2 separate regions of the Mus musculus genome follow, and region 2 is linked to region 1. A link is a contact called in public HiChIP or PLAC-seq data. All regions are on one chromosome and are shown on one strand. Each heading gives the region's core, a stretch centred on a gene start, on an enhancer-like site or on the middle of the called end of the contact. The rest is flanking DNA. Distances are from core to core; before and after follow the strand shown.

Region 1 (4,813 bases), core at 2,159-4,658:
ACAGATGTGGGGGAAATTATTTAATGATAGAAAAGATACAAAAAGAAAAAAGAAAAGATACACAGGAGCTTAAGAGTTGTCAAGAGTTCTTCACGCTCTTCCCAAAGACCCGAGTCAGGCAGCTCACAACCACCTGTTACTTCAGCTCCAGAAAAATCTGACACCCCTTCTGGCCTTCTTGGGCATTCAGACATGTTTAGTAGACAGACAGACACACACACACAAATACAAATAAAACAGTAATTAACAGTTTAGCTTATGACTGACAAATGATAACTAGAAATAAGTGCTATAACATTTTCTATTTAAAGCTGTATATGGCTAGATGAGGATAGTGTCTACACATGCTTGCATTTTCATATTGTTGTATGACAACAAATTGGCTGAGGAGATGAATAAGTGCTCACATAAATTAAGCCAGTTGAATTAGTCCAAATATTTCCTAGTTCATAAGTAACTCAAAAATGTAAAACCCAATATCCTGATTCTGGCAATCGTGACAGATTGACCAGCAATCACAAACTGCCGATTAGAGACACGGTAATGAGAGCAAAGGAACAGCAGTTCTATAAATCAACCTAGCTTTTTCAGAGAACAAATGGAAGGGTCTGATCATACCAGATCTGACTTTGGGGATCTGGCACATACTTCAATTTTAAAAAACAACAAAACAAAACACCCCAGTAATAATAGAAACGAGAAAGGATTAAGACAAAACACAAGATGCACACAGAAAGAGTCTTGGTCTGTTTCCCAGGTGATCATTATCTCGGCCCTTATTCTGTAAGATGTCTGAAATGTTCTGAGACTGAGATTCTGTGAAGCAGGCAGGCAGGCAGCAGTGGCCTTAGTTCTAAAGAACGGAATGAATGTGGATCTGCCTGGAAGAGGTGCTCTTACAGCTTCCTGGGGATGGAATTAGTTTCAGAGCAGGAGCCAGACTAGGAGCAGGCTCTCAGGTTACCTGGCAGGAGGCAGGGGAGTGAAGAGGGTGGGGAGAAGGGGGTGTGGCCACTAGTACCCACTAATGTAAACTGACTTCTCTGGGTGGAAAATCCTGGCACCTGGAAGTCTATTAGCTAGCAATTCTGACAATCTCTTAGTAAGGTGGTTGTCAGTATCTGTGAGGGGGAAGGCGCTAGACATGTTACTTCCTAAGCGTTTGCTGGATTCTAACATTCTATTCTCTCTGCAGCCACTCACAGTAACAAGATGAGTGGGGTACCACCCCACTGAGTCCATATAAAATAAAATGTGTGTGTATATATATATATATATATATATATAATGTATATATGTGTGTATGTGTGTAATGTATATATATAATGTATATTCCAGGTGGATGCCAGGAGCTGGTGATGGCCTAGACAAAGCAGCCAGCTTATATAAGGAAAAAACTGAGAGTGTATGCCACCTTAATAAACCACTCCAGGCTCTAGGGCCTTCTGGTAACTACTGTGTATACTTGCGTACTCCTGTCTTCCCTAAGAGTTAGGAAGGCCCTGTTCAGGGTAACCATTGGGCACTTTATAACCTAACATTTAGGGTTTTCTAACCCAAGATTGCGCTCACATCCAGTAAGGCCTACCTCTATCAGGGCTCTGCCTTTTAAAATAATGTGTAGGGAACGGAAAAATGACTCAGCAGGTGAAGACATTTGGCTGCAGAAGTATAATGTCCTGAGTTCAATCCTGGGAACCCATGTAAAGGAGAGATTAGTCACTGCATTCTTCTTTCTCTGACCTCTAAACATGCAAGCTGGAGCATGCAGGAAACACACACACACACACACACACACACACACACCACACATATACACAACAACTAAAAAATAAAATATAAAAACAAAAGTCAATGTGTAGAAAGATCTGAAGGCAGCAGCCGTTATGACAGAGCCAGACTCCAGCCGCACGCATGTGTATGGCTACGCCTATCCAGTGAGTTTAGGAAGAGCAGAAGAAGGTAGAAATGCTAAGATTCACTGACTTACAGGCACAGGTCATGGAATTTAAAGACAGCTTCCCCTTGAATCTGTGAGTGACAAGAGTGAGGAAGCCAGGGCAGACCACTCAGTGATACCGTAGGGAATATCTGCTTTCCAACAACGTCAAGCCTAGAATGACTCCATTTTATTAAATAACAACCTGGACTAGTTACTCAAAGCCCCTCCCCCGAAAAAGGAAGGGCAGTACAACTTGTTTACGCAAGCAAAAAAAAAAAAAAAAAAAAAAGGCCCACTATCTCCTAGAAAACTAGGAGGGACAAACTGACAATATCAACAACTAAAAATATACCAAATTGTATTAGAAACACCACACAAAGTATACAACATATAATCCCCTCACCTGGCACTACGAAGGAGCATCCCCAAGCCCAAAGGATGGCAGGCAACTGTCACACTTACCCACAGGGAAGAACTGAGTCAGTCCTTTGGACTCCATCTCCAGTGCGGTTTCTCCTGCCCAGGACATTCAGCCAACTTCAAATTGACTTACTTCAACGTTCGGTGCGCGTATACTTGACATCTCTGTGTCTACACTGCTAGGACATCATCATTGGTCCCCTTTCAGATTCTTCTTTGCACCCGCCTCAGCTCAATGCCTCCTACTTCAGGACAGACTCTAAACTCAACCACTTTGGCTCTTAGTCATTCTGTGATCTGCACATTTTGTATGTTTTTGTGTGAAATGTTCATGTGTGATCTTCCAGTTAACGTTAGCAATTAGATTGTTATATAAAAACGCGTTGATTGCCAATGGCTGGTTAGCAAAATCGGGACTACTGGATTAATTATTAACGAAATACACATGACTTGTGAATTATTAATTATTCGATAAATTCTGGCATTGGAAACACACAAACTTGTCCCCCCTGTTTATGACAACACGCCCAGGACACAAGGTCACCACACCCTGCGGCTTCCCTGCCCCCCAACACACACACACACACACACACACACACACGAATTCCAGGGTCCCGTGTCTCACCGCGACGCTGCCGCCACCGCCCAGGCTGCGGAGCCGCGTCGCTGCGGGTGCCCGGATGCCTAGGGAGGCCATGGCCGCAGCACTGAGCTCTTAGCAAAGGACAGGACCGCAGCTCTGCCTGATGGCCCAGCTCCACCCAGAGGGACCCGGGCAGCGCGGCCCAGCAGAGCAGATGAGATGCAGACTCAGCTGCCCTGGAAGGCCGCGTCCCCACTGCCGCCTCCGCTTCTAGCGGCGCCCTCCCCGCAGCCGGGACGCCTGGCCGCACGTACCATTTCCAATCACCGGGTGTCCTGCTGTTCTCCGGCAGCTCTTGCAGTAAGTGGATGGAACACAGACACTGGGGAAAACAACCTGCGGGTCTCTCTCCACAGAAGACACAAACGCCTAAAATGGCTGGACGGGAAGTGGCATCCTCCGCTTCTGTGCCCGCCCTCTCTCAACATCTGAAAATCTCATTGGACAGTTTATGCAGCCAAGCAACTTTTCTTACTGGCCAGTGAGTCACGTGCACGCCTCCCAATGCTTAAATGACAGAAAAAGCATCCTCTCGAGTGTACTGTGGCGCCAAACCTCTAATCCGAACGTAAGGCTTGATACTTGGGGTCTAAACTGGAGGTGGGATTCCCAAACTCTACTTCTGGCGTTACGTGTGAAGGGGATGAATACTTTATATTTTACATGGATTTAAACATACGTAGAAGTCTATTCTTTAACAAAGCAAAGATGTCGGCTAAATTCTATTTGCGTGAGTGAGAAATGGCATTGAAAAGAATGATGTGAATTATGCCTATTTGGCTGCGCTTCTAATATTCTCTCTCATTTTGTGATCGATGGTTGTCACCAAGGTCTCTGTGGCTGGGGATTTACCCATTCTGCTTACTCTTTTCAAATTCTCTCTTGAACCCACCTCGCCACTATTGCCCTCACAAAGTCACTTCTAGAGCAAAACATTTTGGGAATGGAAGGACACAGAACCATTCTTAAGATTCGAAGCATTCCAAAGATTCTTCAGTAAGTGGAAGTTTGCGCAGGTCGCAGCGGAGCTCCAGGACTCTGAACACATAAACCTGGAATACTCCACAGATGACTTCCAGGGCAGACATTCCTGCAATCAGGAGAACCAGCCTGACTGCGGAGGTAGAACTAAGTTCACAGAGGAATGGTAGAAATCAGAAAGGAAGCCTTGAAGAGAGAAGATTGGAATTGTAAGCCTGCTCTGGGTGCTGAAAGCGTTATAAGAGGCCGGGGGTGGGGGGGTGGGGGTGGGAAGCAGTAGACAGATAATAGATTCCTGCTGTGAAGAAGGTGAAGAAGGTGCAAGCTTGGAACAATGTCAGGGAACCTGCAGACAGGTATTTTAAGTGATATTTTAGAAGACAGGAGCGAAAATAGGAAAGCTAAAAAGACTTGAGGCGCAGCCAGCAAGATGACTAGATGGCATTTACAGATTTTGTTTAAGAATTTATTATTTTTTTAAAAATATGTTTGTGTGTCTGTGTGCATGTCACGCAAGAACAGATGCCCATGGAGGCCAGAAGAGGGCACTGAATCCGCGGAGATGGACTTATAAACTGCAGAACGTGGGTCCTGGTACAGAATTTGGGTACTTTACAAAAACAATATGCACTCTAAACCACGAAGCCAGCGTTCCAGCCCCCAACTCTTCAGACTCCCACCCAGTTCTCTCTTCTTCACATTTATAAAAAATATTTAATATTTACTGACAAATTAGCAGACTGTGTCCTTCTCTGCTTTCCATTTTTACCTCTTTTCTCTCTAGTTCCTTTCCCTATCGTTTCTGTATTATTTTCCCTTTCAGAGAT
Region 2 (4,898 bases), core at 984-3,483, 1.0 Mb after region 1:
GCGTCTGCCTGCCCAGAGCAAAGGAGGAACTCTGGCCGGACGTGGGCTATCCTCCCTTCCCCGCTTCACCTACCCCTTTTAGTTCCCACAAAAACTAAAACAAACTAAAAACCCAACCCCTTGCCCAAAACTGGGAACAAACAAACCTCCCTGGTATCCCGCCAACTTATTTCTTGCTGACATATCTAGTTCAAGGTCCCAGTGAGGGAGTTTTATACTTCTTATCTTTGCCTGGAGTATCCTCCTTTTAAGTGTCACCTTGAAAGCTGCCTTCCACAACGTTTCCCCTAAACCCTAAATTCTCCATTCAGTACAGATGAGGGTCTTGCATCTCTTTTTCAGAGTACTCATTACTCCTTCACAGAACCTTGGCTTGAACAAGGCGCAGAGATCTCAGTGATTCCCTTGCCTGACACAAAATCAGCTAGTTATGTTAGGAGGAAAAAACAAACAAGCAAATTGTAGTAGCTTTTGATCAGATCATAACTCCAAATGGGTTAAAGTTAAATGTTTAAATGTACTTTTTTTTTTTTTTTTTTTTCGAGACAGGGTTTCTCTGTGTAGCCCTGGTTGTCCTGGAACTCACTCTGTAGACCAGGCTGGCCTCGAACTCAGAAATCCACCTGCCTCTGCTTTTTTTGTTGTTGTTGTTAAATGTACTTTTAAAACTTTTTTTTTTTTCTTTCTTCTAGACAGAGTTTCTCTGTATAGCTCAGGCTGTCCTGGAACTCAGAAATCCACCTGCCTCTGCTTTTTCTGTTGTTGTTGTTGTTAAATGTACTTTTAAAACTTTTTTTTTTTCTTTCTTCTAGACAGGGTTTCTCTGTATAGCACTGGCTGTCCTGGAACTCACTCTGTGGTCCAGGCTGGTCTCAAACTCAGAAATCTGCCTGTCTCTGCCTCCCAAGTGCTGGGATTAAAGGTGTGCACCACCACTGCCCAGCTAAAAAGTTTTATTGATATATGGTATGTATGTGCATAGGTTGATGTATATAGCACACTATGGAGATCTGAAGACAACTTGTAGGAGTTGGGTCTTTCTTTGCATTACATGGTCCTAGGGATGAAACACAGATCGTCAAGTTTGGCAGCAAGAACCTTTACATGCTAAGTCATCTCACTGACCTTCACAAATGTAATTTTAATTTATTTCTGTGACAATTTTTTGATCTATAATCTCAGTATGTTTATAAGTACACCTGTATGTGTCTATTATATTTACATTATTTTCATCTGTCTATCTGTCTCTGTCTGTCTGTCTTCCTACCTATCTATTGTGATAGGTGCGCTAGACAAGTTCTGTACCATTGAGTTAGATATCTCCAGTAGAGCAGACATTTATTAAGTAACTAGTGTATGCCTGAGGCAGTGGATAAAAAGTTTCCTGATCCTAAAATGTCTAGTAGGGGTGATGATAGTAACCTTGCCTTTCTACTAATGAAAATTGCTATTTAGTTAATAAACCATTGCTATGGCAATGATAATGACTAGGGAAAGGCTGTGCTAAGGATTCTGTTTGTTTTTTGTTTTGTTTTCTTGTGGCACATAGATTTCAGGGGCACATAGATTGAACACTTAGAAATATAGGAAAGTATCACATATAGATAATATTTCTTTTTTTTTTTTTTTTTTTTTAAAGATTTATTTATTTATTATATGTAAGTACACTGTAGCTGTCTTCAGACACTCCAGAAGAGGGCATCAGATCTTGTTACAGATGGTTGTGAGCCACCATGTGGTTGCTGGGATTTGAACTCCGGACCTTCGGAAGAGCAGTCGGGTGCTCTTACCCACTGAGCCATCTCACCAGCCCCCAGATAATATTTCTTAAAGTGGCACAATATATGCAAAGTTCCTGCGGTGGACAAGATCCAGGCTCTTACGACTTCAACAAGACAGTAGGAATTAAACTCGTTATATAAATCCCATTAGAATAGTTTGCTTAGATTTTTCCTGTAGCTCCCTACTGTCCTGTGAATGAAACCTCTTTTCTTACTCCTGAACCAGGCAGGATTTAGAGGTAGCTGGCTGAGCAGCATCCCACTGCCCTGCTCTGATCTTCTCAGATTCTACTGTAGGCCCGCCCTCAGGCGGGTCCCCACCCTGCCCCCGCCCAGATGGCTCACTCTGTCTTACAATTGGATAGTTCGGTTAGATTCGTGCTCTGGTTGGCTGAAAAAGCCGTCAGTTAGGGGTGAAAGCCTTGATAACCCGTGCGGAGCTTCGAGGGGGCGGGCTCGGGTGCGGTGCGGGCGCTGCCGGGGCTTCTCATTCAGGTAAAGTCAACCACGCGAGTCCTGGAGGGGAACAGTGGACCCAAGTGTCCGGGAGGGGTGTGATGCTTTTAGCCCCCTTCTATGGGTTCTGTGCGTTGCAACGGGGTGGGCGCCGTGTCCTGTAATGGTGACCATTTGGACATTGGGAGCCTCAGGTGGTTTAAAGCCGACCGGAGAGGGGGGACCCTAGATTATTAGGCAGATCGCCACCACATGGCCATCCAGGACCTAACCAGAGGAACTTGTGCGCATTTTAGTCTCCTAGATGCCTTAGGGGACCCTTCCCCAGAGTTGGCTTGAAGACCTGGGAATGGGTTTCTTGCAGTGGGGTGGAGTGGGCGGATGGTACGGAAACGGTGTTGGAGGGAGGAACGGATGTCCCCCACTCCCCGGACCTACTGACAATAGCAGCGGATGGAACCGCCCAGCGGTTTTTCCTGTAGGAAACTGCCCTGTCTTTTCTAAGCGGACTTGGTTCTGTATGTTTGGGGAGGTGTGTGTGTGTGTGTGTGTGTGTGATGATTCAAGGACCCCTTGTCCTGCCATCATCTAGCTCTTTCCCCCATCCTGCGTTTGAGAATCCTATCCCAACATGAAGGGCTCCCACCTAGAGCCTTATCAGTAAGACATAACTTCTTCAGGACCTCGGGTATGCATGCTCTGTGTCCTGTCCTTCAGGTTTCCTGATGACAGCTCTCCTGATCACAGCTCTCTAGACTGATCGCAGCTCTGTGTCCCGAAATAGTCCCAGGGCTGGGTGTGGGGGCGTGTGGCTTCAGCTCTGACAGCCTAATGAGGGGGTCTCAGGCAGGGGATCCGGATTTAACTTTGATAGCCAGGCAGTGTGGGAGATATGAGGGCAGCTACACGCCCTACTCCGGGAGGCATTGGCTTGTGTAGCAGTCTAATGTTGGCTTGCCCCACCACACTCCTTACTCCCAAGGCTGGAACTGACAGCTGTGAGCTGGGAGGGTGATATGTGGCCTGGGTTCCCTGCAGTTTCTAGGGGAGCAAAAGGGAATCTTTCCAAAAGCGCCTATTATCCTAGTTACCTGAGAGGTCCAGGTAGGATGATTAAAAGTTGAAGGCGCCGGGCGTGGTGGCGCATGCCTTTAATCCCAGCACAGGCAGAGGCAGGCAGATTTCTGAGTTCGAGGGCAGCCTGGTCTACAAAGTGAGTTCCAGGACAGCCAGGGCTATAAAGAGAAACGCTGTCTCGAAGAAAAAAAAAAAAAAAAGAAAAGAAAGTTGAAGGCCTGCCTGAGAGCTGCAGAGTGAGTTCAACGCCTGTTTAAACAATTGAGTAAAGGGGTCAGTGAGATGGATTGGCCAGTAAAGGTACTTGATCAGGGAATGACATCCTTGTTGCATCCCTGGGATTTACTCGTGTAAGGAGAGAACTGACTCTATAGAGCTGCCCTCTGCCCTCCACTCTCACCCCATGGCATCCTTGCACCCACCCACCCTTCCACCTCCTACATAAAATAAATAAAATGTAAAAAAAAAAAATTAAAAAGGGGTTAGTGGTGTAGCTTAAAACTCACCTAGCTTCTGTCAGTGGGGCTGAGGGCAAAAAAAAAAAAAAAAAAAAAAAAGCATTCATTTGGGCGTAGTGGTACATACCTGAAATCCTAGCATTCCAGAAGCAGAGACAGGGGAATCTCTTTTTAGAGGCCATCCTGATTAGCAAATTTCAGGCCAGCTAGCTCTCCATAGTGAGACCCTGTCTTAAATACATAAAATAAAACAAAAAGCAAACAGGGCAGCACTCAGCAGGGAGAGGCAGAACAAGTTCTTTGAGTTCAAGGCCAGCCTGGTCTAGATAACATAGGGAGAATTTTTCTCAAACACAAAACAGAACAAAACGAAGCTGATCCATATGTAAAAGAGGGAAACTGAGGCTGTGGCAGTAGCTCTCTTATTACAGTATTTGTTTAGTGTGCATGAAAGCCTTGTGCTCCATCTCCAGCACTGCACAAGCCAGGTGTGGTAAAGCACACGTGATCATCTCAGCACTCAAGGGTTGGAGGGAGGGGAGTTGAGTTCACTGTCAACTATGGAAGGAGTTGGAGGCCAGCCTAGGCTTCCTGAGACCTTGTCTCAAAACAAAACCAAAGAAAACAAAACTAATGGGCTGGAAAGATGACTCAGTGCTTACGGTTGAGTACGACCCTTGTCATTTGATTCCAGCTGTCTTAGTCAACTCACACCTGTGACTCCAGCTCCAGGGGAGCTACAGCTTTTGGCATCCATGGGCAAATACCCACACACAGCCCCAAACCATCCAAATTAAAAGCAAACAGCAACCCTTATTGCTGTTTACCACTCTAGTAATCTCTGCCCTATGTCTCAGTCCAGTCTTTGTGCCTGGATGCTTCAGTCTTAAAAATGACCTGGGGCTGCTTTCTCGGTCCTGTTGCTTTGGATTCGGATGTGACCAGGTTTCTGGAGGAAGGGGCAGACTGCACAGGATCACACTGCAGCTGCGCAAAAGGCAGTTTCAGACCCCTGAGCCCCGGTCCAGGTTTTTTCTGAAGCTCAGTTTTTCCCTGGCAATTTCCTAAAAACAAGTCCTGAGAGGCACTGGCTGTCCTCCATGGTGACCTGCTGTCCTGCCCTTGT

What was found. HiChIP or PLAC-seq counts read pairs in DNA pulled down with a chosen protein or histone mark.
Region 2: an H3K4me3 HiChIP or PLAC-seq map of embryonic forebrain shows a contact between it and region 1, with 2.9 times the contacts expected there. The contact joins the promoter of Kank3 here to the promoter of Zfp871 in region 1. A contact is called at or near these places in 9 of 39 promoter capture datasets (the 3T3-L1 cell line, 3T3-L1-derived adipocytes, the HPC-7 cell line and 6 more) and 3 of 115 datasets of contacts at active chromatin or transcription factors (astrocytes, embryonic forebrain and large pre-B cells).

What each region holds. Positions count from the first base shown.
Region 1 is chr17:32,784,879-32,789,691 of GRCm38.p6, forward strand. Zfp871 (zinc finger protein 871) reads right to left here and starts at 3,409. Exons shown (of 4, transcript NM_172458.3): 1 at 3,260-3,409. The coding sequence starts at 3,262. Gm17115 (predicted gene 17115) reads left to right here and starts at 3,516. Exons shown (of 2, transcript NR_168031.1): 1 at 3,516-4,195; 2 at 4,509-4,813.
Region 2 is chr17:33,808,290-33,813,187 of GRCm38.p6, forward strand. It overlaps Kank3 (KN motif and ankyrin repeat domains 3), which reads left to right and starts at 2,234. Exons shown (of 11, transcript NM_030697.3): 1 at 2,234-2,276.